Regions from separate parts of the Mus musculus genome. Here region 2 is linked to region 1. The links are chromatin contacts, called in public HiCAR-type maps. All regions are on one chromosome and are shown on one strand. The core of a region is the stretch at or near the end of the contact, and the rest is flanking DNA. Distances in the headings are between cores, read along the strand shown.

Evidence for each region. HiCAR-type assays count read pairs that join an accessible place to other places.
Region 2: a contact with region 1 is called in a HiCAR-type map of astrocytes, with 3 times the contacts expected there. The contact joins two enhancer-like sites. A contact is called at or near these places in 2 of 39 promoter capture datasets (embryonic stem cells and hippocampal neurons), 2 of 115 datasets of contacts at active chromatin or transcription factors (astrocytes and embryonic stem cells) and 1 of 9 other capture datasets (embryonic stem cells).

Annotation. Positions count from the first base shown.
Region 1 is chr10:56,383,790-56,389,483 of GRCm38.p6, reverse strand. Gja1 (gap junction protein, alpha 1) reads right to left here. Exons shown (of 2, transcript NM_010288.3): 2 at 1-1,950. The coding sequence starts at 1,937. The coding sequence ends at 789. Among named protein-coding and RNA genes, the nearest start is that of Gm36460, 8.5 kb to the left of the region's middle. Within about 2 kb of position 4,098, at least 21 of the 459 cell types and tissues checked have an H3K27ac peak or open chromatin away from gene starts, as enhancers often do. A contact at or near this core is called in astrocytes, where this site is marked.
Region 2 is chr10:57,742,499-57,748,350 of GRCm38.p6, reverse strand. No RefSeq gene overlaps it. Among named protein-coding and RNA genes, the nearest start is that of Fabp7, 39 kb to the left of the region's middle. Within about 2 kb of position 4,435, at least 59 of the 459 cell types and tissues checked have an H3K27ac peak or open chromatin away from gene starts, as enhancers often do. A contact at or near this core is called in astrocytes, where this site is marked.

The DNA of each region.
Region 1 (5,694 bases), core at 2,849-5,348:
TGATGCTAACTCAAAAAAAAAAAAAAAAAAGACTTTCTCACTGTTTTAAAAATGTCGATAGAAATCATTTGGTGAGGGTGAGGACCAGCTGAGGATAATATATGGAAGACACAAAGGTGGGACAGATTTGAAAAAGAACCCACTGAGATGCAAATACATGGGCAATCTTTTTCTTTGAACCTTGTCTGAACTTCGAATTGATACCTACCAAGAATGAAAATCGTGTATAGTAGCATAAGGTCCATCCACACCTAGAGGGTCAGGCCAGGGAAGCTCGCCTGCAAACTGCCAAGTTTTTAAACACTGGAATGTTTTTTAGCGGGGATGTAGGACAACCTGTCTTTTCATAAAGGAAATGCCATGTTGAGGACTTGGATTCCTGCTCAAAGCTCTATGGCAGAATCTCAGTAAAACAAAAATTAAAAAAAATATATATCACCCACTCACTCATGTATACAGAACCATTCTTAAGGTTCAGTTGGGGGGCAGAGAGAGAAAGCCCTATCTATGTTTCATCCAATGAGACTCTTACTAGAATTTAAGCTCTTTGAATCTTCTACATTAAATACCGTTACATACCTCCCCTTTCCCTACTTTTGCCGCCTAGCTATCCCAAAACACCCCCCAAGGAACCTAGATATTGTAATGTCTTTGTTTTCTACGCCTCATTACTGAGGTTGTTGAGTACCACCTCCACGGGAACGAAATGAACACCCCAGGTGCACGTTCTGCAAGCACCCTTTTTTTTCTCCTCCACAATCGATTGGCAGCTTGATGTTCAAGCCTGTTTAAATCTCCAGGTCATCAGGCCGAGGTCTGCTGCTGGCGCGGCTGCTGGCTCTGCTGGAAGGTCGCTGATCCACGATAGCTAAGGGCTGGAGTTCGTGTCCAGCAGCAACTTTTTTGGCATTTTGGCTGTCGTCAGGGAAATCAAACGGCTGGGCGTGGGAGTTGGAGATGGTGCTTCCGGCCTGCCCCATTCGATTTTGCTCTGCGCTGTAATTCGCCCAGTTTTGCTCGCTGGCTTGCTTGTTGTAATTGCGGCAGGAGGAATTGTTTCTGTCACCAGTGACCAGCTTGTACCCAGGAGGAGACATAGGTGAGAGTGGGGCCGTTGGTGAGGAGCAGCCATTGAAGTAAGCATATTTTGGAGATCCGCAGTCTTTGGATGGGCTCAGTGGGCCGGTGGTGGCGTGGTAAGGATCGCTTCTTCCCTTCACGCGATCCTTAACGCCCTTGAAGAAGACATAGAAGAGCTCAATGATATTCAGAGCGAGAGACACCAAGGACACCACCAGCATGAAGATGATGAAGATGGTTTTCTCCGTGGGACGTGAGAGGAAGCAGTCCACCTGGTGGGGGCAGGGATCTCTCTTGCAGGTGTAGACCGCACTCAGGCTGAACCCATAGATGTACCACTGGATCAGCAGGAAGGCCACCTCGAAGACAGACTTGAAGAGGATGCTGATGATGTAGGTTCTCAGCAGGCCACCTCTCATCTTCACCTTGCCGTGTTCTTCAATCCCATACTTGAACTTCTTGATTTCAATCTGCTTCAGGTGCATCTCCACGTTGACCCCGTCGGTCTGCGCCACTTTGAGCTCCTCTTCTTTCTTGTTCAGCTTCTCTTCCTTTCTCATCACATAGAACACGTGAGCCAAGTACAGGAGTGTGGGCACAGACACGAATATGATCTGAAGGACCCAGAAGCGCACGTGAGAGATGGGGAAGGACTTGTCATAGCAGACATTTTCACAACCGGGTTGTTGAGTGTTACAGCGAAAGGCAGACTGTTCATCACCCCAAGCTGACTCAACCGCTGTCCCCAGGAGCAGGATTCTGAAAATGAAGAGCACCGACAGCCACACCTTCCCTCCGGCCGTGGAGTAGGCTTGGACCTTGTCCAGCAGCTTCCCCAAGGCGCTCCAGTCACCCATGTCTGGGCACCTCCTAAGAAAAACAAAAACAAAAACCACGAAAACAACTCAGTGATTGTAGACTGTAAATTGATGGTTTCACATATATAGTTTCTTTTTTCAGGGGTCAGTCAAAATAAGGCAGTTTCAACCCAAGCCAAAACAGAATCCAAGGGCAAATCTGGCAGCATTTCCCAAAGATGAAGTTGACTCGGAAGTAATAGCACCCAGATACAGGGAGAAGAGCGAGCCCAACTTGCCGAAGATGTATTTAGTATTAAGGCTCTGGACACCACCTTGCCATGTGACCTGACAGGCTCTACCTACCAAGTGCCTTTGCTTATTTTAGTTGTCTGATAAATAAGACCAGTTCTTTCTTGGGAGTCCAAGGGTCTGTATGCCTCTAAGCAAAACGTTGACATGTATTATTAAATAAAGTATAGGCACCTAAGAAAGGATTGAGTGACGGACCTTCAGCAACCAGCCTTGCTTCCCAAGATGCTAGGCTAGACCAGTTTTACTCTGAAATGTTTCACCTTGACATATCCAACATGTAATTTGTGCACATTCTGAATTAAGTTCATCTGAACCCTTTCTTTCTTTCTTTCTTTCTTTCTTTCTTTCTTTCTTTCTTTCTTTCTTTCTTTCTTTCTTTCTTTTTCATGGGTCTCCTATATTAGCCTGACATGTTATCTTCTCATCTTTGCCTTCTGAGATTATAGGCATGTGTTCTCATACTTTCCTAGCATGAGGGAGGAGGATTAGAGCTGTGAGACAGAGGCTACCCTGAAAGTCGGCCTACATAAGATCTTCAGACTAATGTACACATTTCAACTGAGTTCAATTTGTCTCACTTGTGCCGGGCATGATGGTGCACGCCTATAATCCGAGCACTCAGGAGGCAGAGGCAGGCGGATTTCTGAGTCCGAAGCCAGCGTGGTCTACAAAGTGAGTTCCAGGACAGCCAGGGCTATACAGAGAGACCCTGTCTAAAAAAAAAAAAAAAAAAAGTCTCACTGTTACTTAACAGCTTGATAAACAAAAAGGGACCACATTAGAGTATTTTCTGAGCCTGGTGGTGTGGCACACACCTTTGATTCTCTAGCACTCGAGAGGCAGAGGCAGGCGGATTTCTGAATTAAAGGCCAGACTGGTCTACAGAGTGAGTTCCAGGACAGGCAAGGCGATACAGAATAAAATTAAAACATCAAGTAACATGCAAAACAACAACAGAGAGACGGGGTAGGCATTTGTCAAAAAAAAAAAAAAAAAAAAGCTTTTCATCTTGTGGTACTTAGCATTTTAACAGTTCTTTACTGAACTTTGGGCCTGGAGCCAGTGCAATCACTTTCACCTAGCCAGGGCTGGAACCTCATGCCTATAGTTTCTGCACTTAGCATGTAGAAACAAGAAGAGAATCACTATGCTCATGAGGCTAGCCTGGTCTACACAATGTTCCAGGCCGACAAGGGCTGCAAAGTTAAGCTCTGTAATCAGAGTCAAAGCAAGAAGTAGCAGACACAGAGGCTGTTTCTTTTCAGCAGAGCCTTTCAGAAAAGTTGTAGTCAAAGATCCAATAATGAACTGCCTATAGCTCCTGAGGGAGGGGTGGGGTTGGGAACCTCTCTCCCCACTCCACGGGTGCCTTTGAAGATGGCTAGATTCCTGCCAAAACTAGAATAGTAAGATGTGGGTGGGCAGGCCCGCGCAAATAGTATTTTCTAAAAAGTTGTAGACAAAGGACTTTGCTGCTTCTTTCTGGGAAGTATTTCAGACTGTGAAATGACAATTCAGAAGGTGACATTAGTATATGACGTGTAAACAGAGAGGAGTGAAGTCTGGCACGGTCCAGAGTTAAACAGCCAGGCTTGAGGAGAAGGGGATAATCTTGATGGACAGTGTAATGGTTCGAGCACATAAAAGAAAGAGCCTCTATCTAATTTAGCAGAAAATACTGGACTAGGAGTGAAGGGTAGTCCACAAGGGTCAAGCAAACAAGGAAAAACTTTGGAGCCCATATCCAGACAGTTCTATGTGATGATGTGTAAATTGGCCCCACTTCTGTTTGTAAAGAATTGTACTATTCTGCCAGGGTCATCTGCTTTTGCTCAGTTATCCACTCGTTGGGGGAGTAGGGTGGTGAAAACAGAGTGATCAGCTGTTTGCCCGCATCTCACCGCGGTCATGCAGCAGTAGATCAAGCAAGCAGCTTGCTCAGCACAGAGCGGGCACCCCATGCGCCTCTACTGACCCAGTGCTTCCTTGCTGTTCAAGGTAAAGTATAGTTTGAGGGGAACTGGTGCAAGTTCATTAAGTTTTTAATATTCTGGAGTAAGACACTTGACTTTTGTATAATTCTGAGATTCCACAAAAATATTCCCAGTGCCAGGGCATGTGAATTGGGTCACCAGTCAGTTCTCTGGGTAAGTCTTTTTTTTATTGCACCAGCGATTTAATTGCAAAGCTGTCTTTTCTTTAAGCACCCACGCAGCAGTCATTTGCATTAATGAGTTACAGTCTTTCATCCGAATAAGATATGAATTATCCAATTTGGGCACTCTAGCTCCTGTAACATGTAGATACCTGTCATTACCACTATCGTAGACACCATCAAATAATGCTTAATGTGATGGCTCATCTTGTGACTCCAAACTTAGTTACCTCTCTGCTTTTAGCTCTCACTATCTCCAATCCACTGGCTGTTCCTCTGTTTTCTAGACCTTGCTTAATATTTCTACTTTTCTAAATTTTAGTCAAAACAAAACAAAACAAAACAAAAACAACTCTCCCTCCCCCCCCCCCCAAAAAAAGCAGTTTTGGTTTTTCAGCACAGGATCTTGCTAGATACTAGCTTAGATACTGACTAGACTCTAGCTTAGTATGTATGTAGCCCAGGCTAGCTTTTAACTTACAGCAAACTTTTCATGTTACTCTCCCAAAGTGCTTACAATATAGGCATTCACAACCAGACCTCTCTCTTAGTTCAAATATTAATGTTCTTTTATAACAAAAGGGCTTAATTATGTTCACAGAGTCCCTGGCACTACCATCTTTCCTTCTTTCTTCAAGCTATCAACAACACTTACAAGATGGGTACATGCCTTGCTTGACACAGAGGAAGCAGGCTTCGTGGTGCTCACTTTTTATCTAGATGCTCAAGTTGAAGCTTTGTAATTATACCATGGACTAAATTAAAGCTTTGTGCAAAGTTCTCAGATATAGCTCCCCCCCCCCACTTATTTCCTCCTTTGAATCAGAGTCTTATGTATCCTCAAAACCTGTACATACACATTGAAGGATGGCCATGGTCCACCTGCCTATACCTCTGCCAGGATTACAGGCTCAAACAAGTGCTCAAACTAGCTAGATCTCCAGTCCCTAGTAGCAGACTAGGCAGTGACCAGGTTGGTTACTCTAGAACTTTTGGTATCCCACGTTAGAACGATTGCCTTCTCTCCACAATCACCTAGACCAGATGCTCAAAGCCGGAGACACACTTGGTCTCTTTACCAAGTAGCTTTCCATCTACACCAGTCACACAAGCAGCATTTGCTGACGGAACATATGCCTGTCCCTCAAGAGTGGATTGAATCTGAACTTCTGCAAGGTGAGGCCTTGGGAGATCAGTCTTTGGCGGCGAGGGGGGGGGGTTTGTTTTGTTTGTTACTATTTAAATCAAATGTCTCAGGTGGTTCTAAAGTAAAGTCTTGGAGGCGAGAGCAGGCAATGAGTGGCCCCTCCAAAGATTGGGTGTTTTTCTGCCTAAAATATTTCCGAG
Region 2 (5,852 bases), core at 3,186-5,685, 1.4 Mb before region 1:
TAAAGTTGGCTTGTCAACTATTATCTGATGATGATAAACCAGCCTGCTTCCAACTTGTGCTTGAAAGCCATTGTATTATAGGAAAGCCAAAGTAGGTTTATCTCTGTTGTTAATTAAATCACTGTTTCTTAAGGATGGAGGCTATTCTGAACCTGTGACCTTGACTACAAATGATCCTGCATTGCCTGTTCCAGGAAACAGCAACCATGTTTTTTTTTTTTTTTTTTTTTTTTGCTTCTTATAAGCAGTATGTTAAGGTTACATTTTGCTTTTGTAACCAGGCTTACATGCAAAATTCACCACTTCAGGGTTTTTGCCCAACAAAAAAAGTTGAAAAATTGATTTGGATTGGTCTCATTAGCCCTTGCCTTAGAGGGAGACACCCAAGATTCAGATCTGGTGCGTACACAAATAAAGCTTGGTTTAATTCGGGTTGATGGTCTTTTTCCATCATGTTTGTGGAATTAGCAGTTGTTGCTTTGCTCCTATCCAGACAATCCATAGAAAGTTCTTGAGCATAGAAATTCTACTCATTTATGCTACCTGAGCCTGGTTGTGTCCCAGCCTGTTAAAATGCAGTAGTGTGAGTGTTAGACCCAACAGTAGTTCAGGATCCAGGTTTGTTTTTTTGTTTTTGTTTTTTCTGCCTGCATCTCTGATTGTTGAGGGCATTTCAAATGCTATTTTTTTTTTCAGGCAATTACAAAACAAACAGAGAAGGAAATTTTCATCTCAGGAGAGACTGCTTTTGTGAATAAATCATCAGCTAGGGGAAGGAAGGTGGATATGCAATAAATGTTATCAAGTGTCATCAAAGAGGTATTTGTGAATAATGAGCAAAGATGTCTGTTGATCAAAGGAATGTGGGATTTTATTTTGTTCAAATTTACTAATACCTTCATTTTCTGATGAGCATGTCTGTTTTTTTGTAGTTAGGTATTTTGTCAACTTCACCCTGCCTACAGTCATCTGATAGGAAAGTCTCAGTTGAGAAATGTTCTAGATCAGATTGGCCCATGGCCATGTCTGTGGGTGGAACTGTCTTTTGTTACCTGATGAGAGAGGGCCCAGCCCACTGTCCCTAGGCATGTGGTCATGAGCTATATGAGGAAAGCTAGCTGAGCTTGAGCCTGTGTGAGAACCTCAGCCTAGGAGAAGATTTCCTATGCTTCCCTCAAGGATGAACTGTGACCTAGGAGTTTAAGCTAAATTGTTTCCTCCCATAAATCATTTTTGTCAGAATACTTTTATCACCTTAGTAAGGAGGAAACTACAAGTCAGTTTTTGCTGACTGCTGCCCACTTTTCATTTATCTACTACAAGGTAGGATTTGCTTTTGTTTGCATTTGCTTACAGGGACAAAACCCAGATGTCTCAGCCTGATTTTCCTGGGTCTTCGGGATCTTTGCAGAACCTCATTTTCAATGTTGAACCTTGCTTTTCTCTGTGTGTACCACAATGTGAAACTCAACAATCCACCTATGCAATTCTGGTCGCCACTCGGCACCTCTCATCTGAAATACTTGCCATTCCTTTTGAGTTCAGCCTTCCTCTGTGAGTTCACTCCATTGCCTCATTTGTAGCCTTCACTTATCACAGCTTACTCTGTCATGTGACCCACACTGATGCTGCTGCTCATCATTTGGCTGATCCTGAACGGAGGAGACAGCAGAAGCTTTGTAGGAGCACTCAGAGAGGCAGCCATAGAGGGGGCCCTCTTTTCACCCTCTCTGGCCACTGAAGACCTAATAGCTCTATGAGAACTCCAGAGCCATCCGGAACAGGAATGGGGTGCAATGAAGGGGCACAGGAAGCTTTTTTCCACAAGGAAGGAAGTTCTTATGAGTTCAACTCACTGAAATAGGAGGGCTTATCACCAAGGCAACACAGTGTAACATGTACGCAACCTAGGAAAGTTAGGCAGGCATCAGAATGGAACTAAATGTTTCCATATCTTGGAGAGGTAGTAAGGACTGAGGACTCAGCACACTCGTGTAGAATTAAGCTGTCATGCATGAGCATTGAAGAACTTGCTAATAATACCTTCAGTCAATGCTGAGAAACAAAGTCACCAAGTTTGAGTGTACTTTTCTGGAGATCACATGCAATATGCCCCATCTGTCTCCTCTCAAACTAGAAAAAAACAAAATAAGTAGTTCAGGGAAAATAAAATATAAATTTGTTTGCAAGAGTGAACAGGCCATTATTGCCAGAGTTTTATTCTTTTAAAATATCTCAAAAATAAATCCCCAAATTCAAAGACTATCAAGTCTAGGTTGTTAGCTTTCCTATAACTTCAGTTTAAGAAAACTGAAACTCTAGGAATGTGTAATAAAAGAGTACCTGCAAAGAAGCAAAGTATTCTTTCTCCCTCTTTTGGATTTAGTGATGGAATAACCCAGCCGCTGAGCCTCATTTTCTGCTAATAGGCAGAGTTAACTGATCAGTTCATCCCCCCAGTCTCTGATCATCATGGAGTAATCATTGCCTCACTACCTCCTGGTCCATTTCATAAACTTCCATTTTCTTGAGACAGAGATGTTCTGGTCTGAGGAGTGAGACTGTGTACTTGTTAATTATCACTGGGAGGTGAACACCTGCTCCAGAGACCTACAGACAGCCTGTCTGTGTTAACAGAGAATACTAGCAAAGACTGGCTGGTAACAGGAAGCAAGCAGACATGTGTCATGACCCTGCAACCTTTTGTAAAAGTAGTAAAAGCAGAATTATTACAGGGTGTGGCCCTCAGTGCAGAGGAAGTGAAATAAGTTGTGTCTTGTTTTCTCTACATGTTTAGTGACCTTGTGTGTGTACTTAAATCCCAGCTAATAGGCACCAAGAACAAAAATTATTCATTCAATGATTATAGCAGTACCTTAGAAAGAGATGGTATAGCTCATGAGAACCTGGAGGGGAGGCATAAACAGAAGCAAAAGAAACCCCGGGGCGGAGGAATCCACACTGAATTCTGCATCTGCTCTGTAACTTCAAAAGGACTTTGTTATAAATAAAAAGCATTCTTTTTCTTTAAAAAAAAAGATTTAATTATTATGATTAAGCACACTGTAACTGTCTTCAGACACACCAGAAGAGGGCGTCAAATCTCATTACGGATGGTTGTAAGCCACCATGTGCATGTATGTGGTTTCTGGGATTTGAACTCAGGACCTTCAGAAGAGCAGTCAGTACTCTTACCTGCTGAGCCATCTCTCCAGCCCAATAAAAAGCATTCTTGCCTTTAAACACATCCTCACCGTCAATAATCACCTTAACCTTTTAACTCATTTGTGCCTCAGTTTCTCCTGGTGCAAAACAGGGACAATAGTAGTACCATACCACGGGAGTATATGACTTATAAGGACCCATGTGAATAAAGCTCTCAGAATGATATGTGTACATCAGAGAACTATTATGGAAGTGTCTCTTGCTATCTGGGGAGATGATAGAAGTCCACAGTTTGGCTCTCTTACTCCTATATTCCTTTATCTCTCACTTTTCTCACTTCTCTCTCCCCTCTCCTTTCTCTTTGTCTTCTCCTCTCCTCTCTCCCCTCCCCCTTTCTCTCTCTTCTCTCTTTCCCCTGCATTTCTATAATAAACTCTTAAACCATAAAACAAAAAAGAAGTCCACAGTTTGAAAGTTCCATTTCTGAAGCCAGCCTGCCTTGCTTTAAAACCTGTCTTTGCCTCTTACTGGGCTCATCTTGGGTAGCCATTTTGGGCCATGTGCTCTCATGCATAGGGCTATAGTCAGAACTAATTATGTATGAAGCACTTAGGATAATAGTTAATGCTTAGTGTTAGACATTATGTTCTTCTCATGCTATCACTTGCATGTGTCCTCTCTAGGGAAAATACTCCAGTGGTACCAGCAGCTATACTCAGTGCCTTTAGTCCCCAACAGTTCCTTGCCAAGACTTCTTGGCCAGCATCCTCTTTGTACATTCAACGTTCCCACACAGCACACAGTGAGAAAATAGCTATCTCCTCCACCCCCACCCTGGGAAGACCAGGCAAATCAGTTAACCTCATGTCCTTTCTTTTAAGAGTCCCATTTTCTCACTAAGGAGGCTGTGCTCTGATAGAAGATATTCTGCACTAAGGCAAGAATAAAGACGCCCATTCACATGTTATTCACTTGCCTCAAGCTGCTTTGAGAGATCCAAATAAGTCTCAATTGGCAAATAGTGCTTCTAACTTGAAAGGCATCAAAGGCCTATTTGAATCTTAAAGTTTTACACAATTCAGAATTGTTTGTAATTTGATTTTAATAAAAAAAAGCATTGTGCACAACCGTATTAAATTAATAAATAAAATCTAGCTGGTTGTGTTGCATATAAGAAAGAAACTGTTGAATAGAAAAAGCCGTAGCCTTTATACATGCCTAAGTTTATTTTAAAGATGCACTATAGCTCCCTCTCCTGGCACCTAAGTTCAATAGTGTTCCCTAAAATTGAAAAGAAACCAGTAGCCAGATTAGAGTACTTTATTATAGTCCGATAAGGCATCTTTTCAGGGAGGGGTGTGTGTGTGAAAAACTGTAGTTTGGTGATTCCACCCCTGCCCGCTTAAGATAATCCCCACCAACACACAGCAGCATTAGTAAAAACAACGCAACAACAACAAAAATAATCTGGAAACCTAGGGCAATCTGGGCAGATTGGCTTTGATGTGTTAGCGGTAGAGTGACATCGCCACCTGGTGTCCATTTTATGAATTTTCATACATAAGTATTTAATTTTGTGAACATGTAAGCAAAATAATTTACCCAAGAAGCAATATCATTTACCCAATTTTAGGTAGAAATCCACCCAAATCCACACAAACTGGCTGCCTTGCTCTGTCCCTCTTAGTAGCCACCACACTGCGACATCGAAAAATTGATAGGAAAAAGTAAATCCCCGTTATTTTAAATCCAAATCGATTAAAAAAAAATAAAACAGGAATATCTGAACGTCTATTTAGTGCGCTGGGAGCTCTCACAGAACTGCCAAAGTCAAGTCCATGGAATCAAAGGAGTAACAAGCCCTTTGTTCTTAATATCTTACTCTCTGAAGAGTGGCTCCCCAAGGCCTCAGCAGCTGGGCTAGCCCACACCTTGGAGAAGCTGCGCAGTCACATGTGCCCCTCCAAGGCACATGGAACAGAACACATGCGCTCAATATGCTCTGATTTCAAATTTTTGTCAGTGGATATCAGATTGTTTGTATGCTGCTCCTGTTACAGTCTGCAGCTTGGCCGTCCCCCGAAGGGTTCCCTCATCAGAGCCATGGTACTATTCAGAGTAGTGGGAGGTAGGATCTATGATGGAATCTACAGTGAGATGAACCGGTCTTCCAACTGCATGCTCCCACCATGACCTTGCACAGAAACCTGTGAAATCACAAGCACACCTTTTCAGTCTCTCGGTTATCACTGGTACTTCCGTTGTAGTACTCCAAAGGTGCCCAATACTGTCTCAGAATGTCTCTGTGTTCTATTCACTGTCGCGGGAAGCCCCAGGACACACACAAAGGTTAAGTCTGGGAGTAGCACTTTATCTCTCTCCCATCTAGACACTCATCCTTGTCTCCTACAAGTATGGTCATCTACCCAATCTGTGGGTTTACCACAGATTTTCCATTTGGTTCACATTCTGAAAATTAATGATAAGTTAAATGATTATTGGGTTTGTCATCTAAACTCTTTTGTGGGGGGGAGAGAGAGGAGGAGGAAAAAGAAAGAGGAGGAGGAGGGAAAGGGAGAGGAGGAGACCCAAAAGATATGTACTATAAAAAGAGAGAAAACATAAACAAGAGATTAAAAACAAAATATCATGTTAAAATTAAAAAGAAAAGGAGAGAGAAGAGGAGG